3 separate regions of the Mus musculus genome follow, and regions 1 and 2 are each linked to region 3. The links are chromatin contacts, called in public promoter capture Hi-C maps. All regions are on one chromosome and are shown on one strand. The core of a region is the stretch at or near the end of the contact, and the rest is flanking DNA. Distances in the headings are between cores, read along the strand shown. Region 1 holds the start of Ficd (FIC domain containing). Region 2 holds the start of Usp30 (ubiquitin specific peptidase 30). Region 3 holds the start of Coro1c (coronin, actin binding protein 1C).

What was found. Promoter capture Hi-C pulls out the DNA fragments that hold promoters and counts their contacts.
Region 1: a contact with region 3 is called in a promoter capture Hi-C map of pre-B cells, with 3 times the contacts expected there. The contact joins the promoter of Ficd here to the promoter of Coro1c in region 3. A contact is called at or near these places in 1 of 39 promoter capture datasets (pre-B cells), 2 of 484 Hi-C or Micro-C datasets (embryonic stem cells and pre-B cells) and 3 of 9 other capture datasets (adipose tissue, liver and pancreatic islet).
Region 2: a promoter capture Hi-C map of pre-B cells shows a contact between it and region 3, with 5 times the contacts expected there. The contact joins the promoter of Usp30 here to the promoter of Coro1c in region 3. A contact is called at or near these places in 2 of 39 promoter capture datasets (the 3T3-L1 cell line and pre-B cells), 1 of 484 Hi-C or Micro-C datasets (CD4 T cells), 3 of 115 datasets of contacts at active chromatin or transcription factors (bone marrow-derived macrophages, memory CD8 T cells and pancreatic cancer cells) and 3 of 9 other capture datasets (adipose tissue, liver and pancreatic islet).

Annotation. Positions count from the first base shown.
Region 1 is chr5:113,734,397-113,737,339 of GRCm38.p6, forward strand. It overlaps Ficd (FIC domain containing), which reads left to right and starts at 1,386. Exons shown (of 3, transcript NM_001010825.3): 1 at 1,386-1,653; 2 at 2,425-2,776. The coding sequence starts at 2,476.
Region 2 is chr5:114,098,946-114,101,645 of GRCm38.p6, forward strand. It overlaps Usp30 (ubiquitin specific peptidase 30), which reads left to right and starts at 1,388. Exons shown (of 13, transcript NM_001033202.3): 1 at 1,388-1,570. The coding sequence starts at 1,488.
Region 3 is chr5:113,906,961-113,910,029 of GRCm38.p6, forward strand. Coro1c (coronin, actin binding protein 1C) reads right to left here and starts at 1,746. Exons shown (of 11, transcript NM_011779.3): 1 at 1,651-1,746.

The DNA of each region.
Region 1 (2,943 bases), core at 136-2,635, 170 kb before region 3:
AGAGCCCTGTGGGGTCATGGCCCACAGGTTGAGAATCACCGCACTAGCGTTATCTGGAGGGAAAGGAACTTCAATTGAGAACAATGTTTCCATAAGATCCAACTGTAGGGCATTTTCTTAATTAATGATTGATGGGGGAAGGCCCCGCCCATTGTGGGTGGAGCCATCCCTGGGCTGGTCAGGGGGTTCTATAAGAAAGCAGGCTGAAACCGGATTTGGTGGTATATGCCTCTAATCCCAGCACTCAGAAGGCAGAGGCAGAGGCGGGAGGTTGGGGCTAGCCTGGCCTATACAGTGAGTCCCAGACCAATTTAAGCTACCTGCAGGTGACAGATCAGTAAAGTAGATTGACACCACCAAGTCAGTCTGCTAGTGGCAGAGCTGGGATGCGAACCCAGGGCTGTGTGGCTCCATGAAAAGAGTCCCAAATCCAGAACCTGAGGGCTAAGGCAGGTAGGAGCCAAACTTGGTGACCTGCGTTCAATCCACAAACCCATATGGTAGAAGGAGAAAGCCCAGGTTTGCAAACTGATCTCTGTGCACGTGCGCGCACACGAACTTTTTTTTTTTTTTTTAATTAAGAGATGTGAGCTGTTGTCCCATTCTGCCGTTGAGAAAACTGATCCAAGATCACAAGAGACTGAGGGCAAAAATCTGAATCTGTGGGCCGTCTGACTCCAGAGTGTGCCCAGTAACCTCTCAAAGCAGGCCCTGGGAGCTTCCGGTTCAATATTTGTGGGTTGAGATGGGAGCCCTGCCCTCTGCACCAAAGAAAACTTAATTTGGTAAACAAAAAGCCATAGCCAGCCGCTCCAGAGAATGCAAACTAAAAAAGGTCAGGAGGGCATGTTGGCTCAAAATGACCCGGGTTGAATACTAAGCCAGCTCGGGCTACACAGTAAGTCCCGACCAACCTGGGCTACACCGTGAATTAATTCCTAGCCAGGCCTGGTCTACACGGTGCGAAGCCATCTCAAAAACAAAAGTAGATTAGAGAGGACAAGAAAGGGGGTAAAGAAAAGGGACAAACGGTGAAACCGGGACTAAGAAGTGGGAAACGTTTGGTGATGTGGCTACTGCCATTGCACACCAGAGAAACTGAAGCACACAGAGCCTAGGTGGAGGCCCAGGAAGGTAGCAGATGCTGGGACGGGAAAACAGGACGCAAATGCTCGCCCTAGCCGGTGGCCTCGACCCCGCCCCATGCACACAAGCGACAGCCAATGGAAGCGGCACACGGCGCGCCTTTCCCGGGGGGATGCTCTAGCTAGCTCTAGAACCCGGAAGCGCGGCGGATGGACAAGTCGAGACAGCCAATCCGCCGCGGCAAGGGCGGCCGTCCGTCCAATGGCGAGGCGACGGGAGCGGGGCGAGGTGGTGGGGGCGGGGCCTGCGACCGCGGCTGCGGGGAACGGCCGCGCGGGTTTGGATGCTGGAGGCGGGCACGAGCCCTGGGCCGGTTCGTAGCGGGAGCTCGCGGCAGCCTCATTCCACCCCCCACCCCACCCCCCGCTTCGGGAGTAAGCCGAAGTCTGCTGGGCTCGAGCCGCTGCACAGGCCGCGCGAAGTGATGACGTGGCGGGTCAGGCCCCGGAGCTCCGGCGCCGCCTGTCAGAACGGCGTCATCCCTCATCTGTAAACCGGGAGCTACAGGTAGCTTGCTCGCTCTTCGCAAGGGGGCTGACAGCGTGCAAGGCTGGCCGGCAGCGCAGTGTCCGGCACACCATAGTTGCCCAATAAATGCTTATTGTTGGCAAGATGGCATTTGCATACCTGATCCCTCGCTCCCCCCCCCCATCCCCCGCCAGCCCCCAAGCTTGTGTTCGCCCTCGCTGAGGTAGGGCATCATCACCCACTGTTGTTGGCCAGGCCTTGGGTTTCCCTGTCTATGATGGACAAGCCAGGGAAGGAAGGGCAGAAGGGACACAACATTGGTCACCGAGGCTGTCGGTATTCATATGGTAACATCAGGACACCAGACATTTGTCCTTATCGAAGATTGTGGTGTGTGTCCAGGGGCGTATGCAGGAGTTACAGCCCAAACACTAGGTGTCCTGTGGCAATAGTCGCTTGTGGTGGACTAGTGGACTAAGAGGGGGGCTGAAAAGTCCCCGACTTCACTTTTCTGAGTTCTGATTGCATCTCCTCTGGGGAGGGCGGTGTGGAAACATCACCTCCTGGGGTTGTAGGCTGAGATTATGAAAGTTAATATATATAAATGCATTAGAGTCCTATCACTCTACCCCGGAGGAGCTATGGGTTAGGATGAATCTTCCCAGGCTGGCCCTGCACCATGAGACCCCTCCCCCATTTCCGTGGTCCCTAATGAATTAGAAAGTGTGACGATTCTGTGTCTGGTCTCTCCATCTGGGAACGGGTCCACTCCCACTGCCTCATTCTTTTACAATGCTTGGTTCCTTGCAGGGTCCAGCTTTTCCTCTGTGTCGAGTGCTCTGGGCCCAGCCCTCAGTCCAGATGATACTCATGCCAATGGCGTCGGTGGTGGCAGTGGCCGAACCCAAATGGGTCTCCGTCTGGGGCCGTTTCCTGTGGATGGCGCTGCTGAGCATGGCTCTGGGGTCGCTGCTGGCTCTGCTGCTGCCGCTGGGAGTTGTGGAAGAGCATTGCCTGGCTGTGCTCAGAGGTTTCCACCTGCTCAGGAGCAAACTGGACAGGGCACAGCCTGTGGTCCCCAAGTGCACCAGCCTATGCACAGAGCTCAGTGTCTCCTCCAGGGATGCAGGGCTGCTGACAGTCAAGACTACGGCGTCTCCAGGTGAGTGTGCTGGCCAACTTGGTTGGCCTTGTCAGTTTGTGTGTGTGTAAGCATGAGGGCGTCCCAGTGAATGAGACAGTCCGGAACTCCAGTCTGATGAGTGACTGAGAACGGGTGTCCCAGCATTTGGAGGGAGACACACAAAGGGTGGGCCCTGAGCTGCACCT
Region 2 (2,700 bases), core at 138-2,637, 190 kb after region 3:
AAAGAGAGGGTTATGTGCCCGAGTTTATTGCCAAGAAGTGGAAACAACCTGAATGTCCATTGAGACATGGACAGGAGAGAGAAACTAGTACTTACAATGGAATATTACTTTCCTGTAAAAAAAGACTTTATGCCAAGTGAGCTAAGACAGTCACCAAAGAACTCTGAGCGACTCCTGTCCTGAGACAGCCAACCTCAACCTCACAGGAATAGAAATAGAATGGAAATTACTAGAACAGAAGACAGGAAGGGGGAGTTACTCAACACACACAGTTCGGCTTTGAGAAGAGAAATGGTATAAAGATCTGCAGCACATACAGCAGCATGCCCACACAAGAGAGGAATCTAAAAATTCTAACACCTTTTTTATTGTATGTATGACAGAGGGAGATTTGCAGCTGATAAATATCTAGTTTGTTTCCATGTTTTGCTGTTTTAAAGAGTGAATTCACAAACATTTGTGTGGGACTGTTTAGGACTTTGTATAAACCTAATAGAAACAGATTTCTAAGACACTGCATTTTAATTTATTGCATTTGTGTGTCTGTGCACTTGTGTATGCATGTGTATATATGTGTGCACATGTGCATGCAAGTGTATGTGCATGTGTTTGCATGTATTTGTATGTATCTGTATGTTTATAGGTGTGTGTGTGTGCACGCGTGTATATGTGTGCTGTGTGCATGTGAATGCATGCATGTATGTGTATACGTGTATGGGTATATATACTGTGCATATGTGTGCGTATGTGTAGTGTGCATGTGTATATATATACGTGTGTGTGTGCGTGTGCATGTGTGCACATATGCATGTGTGTGTATTGTGAAGTGTGCATCTATGTATAAATGTGCATGCGTGTGTGCAGGTGTATGTGTGTGCATATACGAGTGTAAGTGCAGGCATATGCATGTGTATGTGTGCATGTGTTTGTGCGCGCGCGCGTGTGTGTGTGTTGCGCACCACAGCACACATAGGAAGGTCCTGATAACTTTGGTTCTCTTCTACTGTATGGTTCTGGGCACTGAACTCAGGGTGTGAGATTTGGGGGCAGCTGTTTTTACCTACAGAGCCATCTTGCTAACCCCACATTTTAAAAAATCAAAGCTAGAGCCATCTATTTTTAAATTTTCCAGTTTAATAACAGCCTTTCCACATGAACCAAGCTCCGTCCTGGAGGCGGAGCAAATGCGAAGGCTCATAGCTTCCGAAGTGGTCCCCGGGCCCCGGGAAACCTCCCTTAGCAACGAATCAGGCTGCGGTTGCTAGGAGCAAAGGAACCGGGGAGGGGTCGTCCGTTCACTATTTCAGTCCGGTGTGACTAACTTCCGGTCCGTCCTCCTGGCTTCTTCCCCCCTCCGCCGAAGCGGGGTCGCCACCGCGGGTTCCTCCACTTTGCGAGCCTCCTGTCTTGGGCTCCTCATTCCGCTGCGGCGGGCGGGCGAGCGGGGGGCGGCGGCGGCAGCGGTAGCGGCGGCGGCAGCGAGCGCGATGCTAAGTTCCCGGGCGCAGGCGGCGAGGACGGCGGCCGACAAGGCCCTGCAGCGCTTCCTGCGCACCGGGGCGGCCGTCAGGTGAGTGGGTGGGGGTGCGGGGTGGCGGTGGCGGCCGCAGGGCCTCCAGGCCTGCGCGGACCCGGCCGAGGCGGAGGCCGCGGCCCGGCGTCGCCTCCTCGTCCCTGCTGTGGCCGCGGCCTGCGACGCCCCGCAGCCCCTCGCGGTGACCCCAGACTCGGGCTCCGGGCACACAATCTGCACGCCGCTGCTCCCCCGCAGTTTGTCAGATGCCGGTCTCCCACCTCTGCCATGCTGGAGATTCTCACTTCTGCATCCCAAACCGCTCCGGTTCCCAAGCTTCCGAAGGCTCCCAGCCGCTGAGCTCCCCAGGCTGTGACAATTCCAGGCTCTTCGTTCCTGCTAGGACCCCCGTCTGCACCCCAGCCCGGTTGATCTTCCCAAGGCCTGGGGCCACACCCCCGTTGCTCACCCTGACTGCTGGGACCTGTTGCTTGGGTTGGCTACCTTGGATACCGGGGCAGGTCTAACAGCATCTTATCCGGCTCTGAAGCCCCCCACCCCGTGTTTATTCCGCCCAGCGGCCCTATTTTACCAGGTGGGAAGGAAGGCTTGATTGGGCCTTGCGGCCTAACAGCTGACCTGAGAGCAGGGCTGGTGGCCAGCTTAATCTCACCCTCAGGCTCACGTACCGTCTTCATGGTACGGTTCTGCAGAAGAACTAGTCAATCAACACCATGCCTCGGTTTCCCTCGTTGAGTGTGTGCCGAGCAGGTGTGCTGTAACTGGCCCCCTCCTTCTCCCGCTGACTGCTTTTTAAGCCAAGGTCTGTGCACATTCTATGGACTCACCCTGGAAGAACAAAAAGATTTGAAACTGGTAATTAGCTGTGACATCGGAGAATGCTGGCCGTTGTCTGACGATTGCTGTTGTCACTAGTGATCCTTTTCAGGGAGTGTTTATTCAGCTGAGACCAATATTCATGCAGGCAGAATTAGGGGGACAGATCTTAGTGGTAGAGCATTTGTCTGTCCTGCATAAGGCCCTAGCTAGGGTCAGTCCCTGGTACCAGGGGAGGTGATCAACTTCATATAGTCCAAGCATTAGGTAAGAACGTATTACACACATGTCCACATGCAACATATATGTGGGTACATGTTACACACACGTTGCACGTATGTGTGGGTTGC
Region 3 (3,069 bases), core at 496-2,995:
CTTCCACATCACAGTTCATCATCAAAGGAAGTCAGGACAGGAACTCTAGCGGGCGGGAACTTGGAGGCAGGAGGCTGATGCAGAGGCTGATGGAGGGGTGCTGCTTACTGTCTTGCTCCCCATGGCTTGGTCAGCCTGTTTTCTTATAGAACGCAGGACTGCAAGCCCAGGGGTGGCCCCGCCCACAATGGGCTCAGCCCTCCCACCATGAATCACCAATTAAGAAAAGGCCCCACAGGCTTTTCTATAACCTCAGTCTCACTTTTTCTCAACTGAGGCTTCCTCCTCTCTGATGACTCTGGCTTGTGTCAAGCTAGACAGAAAACCAGCCAGTACAATATGTAACCGCCGCCTAGATTCGATGTTTAATGTCAGGCTGGCTATCCAAACATCACTGCGTGTGACACACACTCCCCAAGTCTCCCTAGGTCAGTGTTCTCTAACATGTCCAGAACCAAGCACTGTGTTCAGCTGCTCTGAAGCTGCGGACAGACAGGAATATGAACTACCATTTGCCTTCACACCCGAGAAGGAGGCAGGAAGCAACTACTTGTACTTCATCATGTTCTTCCCTCTACTAGCAGGCCCTGGTGTCAGGGTGCTGCCAGACAAGGACAATAAGACGCTTTATTATATAGGGTGACTAAGAGCCTCGCAAGTACTGTTTTAGAATATAATCCCGGTAGGGAAGGCCACGGGATGGGAGTACAATTATTTCGTGCCAACCATTTCCAAAACTAAACATATTGTGGCCCTGCGAATAAGCACGCTCTGCGGTCAATTCTCTTTCAAATGCTTACAGGAAGCAATTCCGGGAGAGACGAACAACTTGCAATTTGCTTCTCACTCTGAATCCCACGACCGAAATGTGTAGAGCAAGCCGTTCTGACACCACAAAACAAGGGCAGCCTACATGAAGGCCAAATATAGGATGTGATTCTAAACCACGACGGAGAGAAAGCCTGCATTTCCTTTTCCAGCCTGCAAAAAAAAACCCTTTGAACACTCCCAAAAAAGGACGTCGGGGCCGGCACCTCCCTCCGGGAGGAAGCCCCTTTCTTCTCCGAAAGCCCTGCAGCCGGCTACTTCCCCCCAGCTCATTCACATCACTGGAGATAGATAGGGCTGCTGTGCGTACGCCCGCCGGGGGACCGGCGGCAGAGCTGGGCTGGGCGTCCCCACCCTCCACCTCTGATGTCATCCTAGCCATCTCGGCGCGGCTGAGCCCCACCTGCCCCGCGGGTCACTAGGTTCCGCACCCGGGACAGGGTTCCTCCTCCAGGCCACGCCACTGCAGCCCGCCCCCGCCCCAGGTCTTCAGGGTCCAGGAGGCCATGCACTGCGAGCCAGGCGGAGCCCCGCCCGGGCGCGCCCCGCACACCGGGGGTCCCCCGCGGACCCAGCCCCACGTGAGCGCTCGGCCGCAGGCTCTTCGCAGCGCTCAGACACCGCCTCACGGCTGCCGGGCCCACGGCTGCCCGCAGACGGCCATTCCCCAGCCGCAGCGCCCGGGGCATGCGCGTGCGCCCCGCACCACTCGGCGCCGCCGGCTCCTGTCAGCCGAGAGCTTCACACGCGGGGTCCCGGAGGCCGGCCCGCCCGCCCCGGGCTCGCTCCGGAGCTGCCCCGTCCTGAGCGCGCGCTGCTTACCAGAGCCCGGGTGCCTGAGGCGCCGCCGAAGTCCCTGCTGCAAAGCCCCGCGAAGCCTCCAACCGCTGCCGCCTCCCGCCTGGCACTGAGCGCCGCGCGGGGGAGGGGCGCGGCCGCCGCTGCCCAGGCCTTCGCGCGCGCGGGCCCCGCCCCCGCGCCGGGGCCGCGCCCAACCAGCGCCGCCGAACCACGCTTCACCACGCCCACTTCCGGAAGGTCCCGGTTAGATGCCCGGCTCTCCTTAGAGCGCCCCCTGTGGTGGCGCGGGGAGGTGCAAGGAGACTCGGAGCCCACGCCCGCTTTCCGGGGCACTTGAATGGCCGGGTGGCCACGCCCACGGGCTCCTTCCAGCCCCACCCAGGTCTTTAGAACCAGAGCGGGCGTTCTTAAGCTCCACCCACGGCCCTGCAGAGCCTCTCTATGAGGATGGTCGTTTGAGCGCATCTAACTGCCCACCGAGTCCGTGAGCAGGGCTTGGTTTCCCCCCGCCCCCAAAACCTAGCTTCCCCCAGTTGAGCGCCGCAAATCCCCGCTCGGATTTCCTGAAGACCCGGGGAACCTATGATCATCCTATTTGCTGTACCTCAAGCCCCGCCCACAGCCCTGAGCGTACTTAAACCGTAAGCCCCGCCCCAAGTTCTTAGCCCCACCTCCATCAGGGCTGGTTCAACCCTCTCACCCACGCTCTCTCCCACTACTCTCCAGGGCAGGGTGGCAACCCTTGGGCTGGACCACACCTATGAGAGAGAGCTAAGGAGAAGCAATGAAGACTCCCTGGCTAAAGTCCCTCCATATGAGCACGTGGATATGTGTCCTAGCCCTGTTACTCTCAAATGAAGTGACCCAGGGACCATTTCACTCACCTCTTTGGATTTCAGTTTCCTAATCTTGAGTGTAAGGTTATCCCACTATTAGCCAAAGCCCCTTCAGAAATATCAAGCTTTGAAATACCAAGATCTAAGGAAACTGCGTCCAGAGATCTGGGCCAGCTGAGGGGTTGGGCCATTTATTTCCCAAAGCAAGGCATCTTTACAATTCGCAGAGGGATGAATTTTCACTTTGTTTTAGCCTCAGAGATGTCCAGGAATCTGTGGTCGGCATTCAGTGGTAGAACCCCTGAATTCTTGTTGCAGGAATTAAGATAAACTGCCACCTCAAAACAGAAGGCACACGCCTTTAGTCCCAACACTGAGGAGGCTGAGGCAGGTGGATCTCCGTCAGTAGTTCCAGGCCAGCCTGGTCTACATACTGAGTTCCAGGACATCCAGGGATATGTAAAGAAACTCTGTCTCTAAATAAGTAAATAAAATAAAATTAGGCAAAGTGTGTGTGTGTGTGTGTGTGTGTGTGTGTGTGTGTGTAAATTATGTGTTGTGTAAATCTAGGTCTACCAGAATGAAGCAGCTTGCTCAGCAAGTT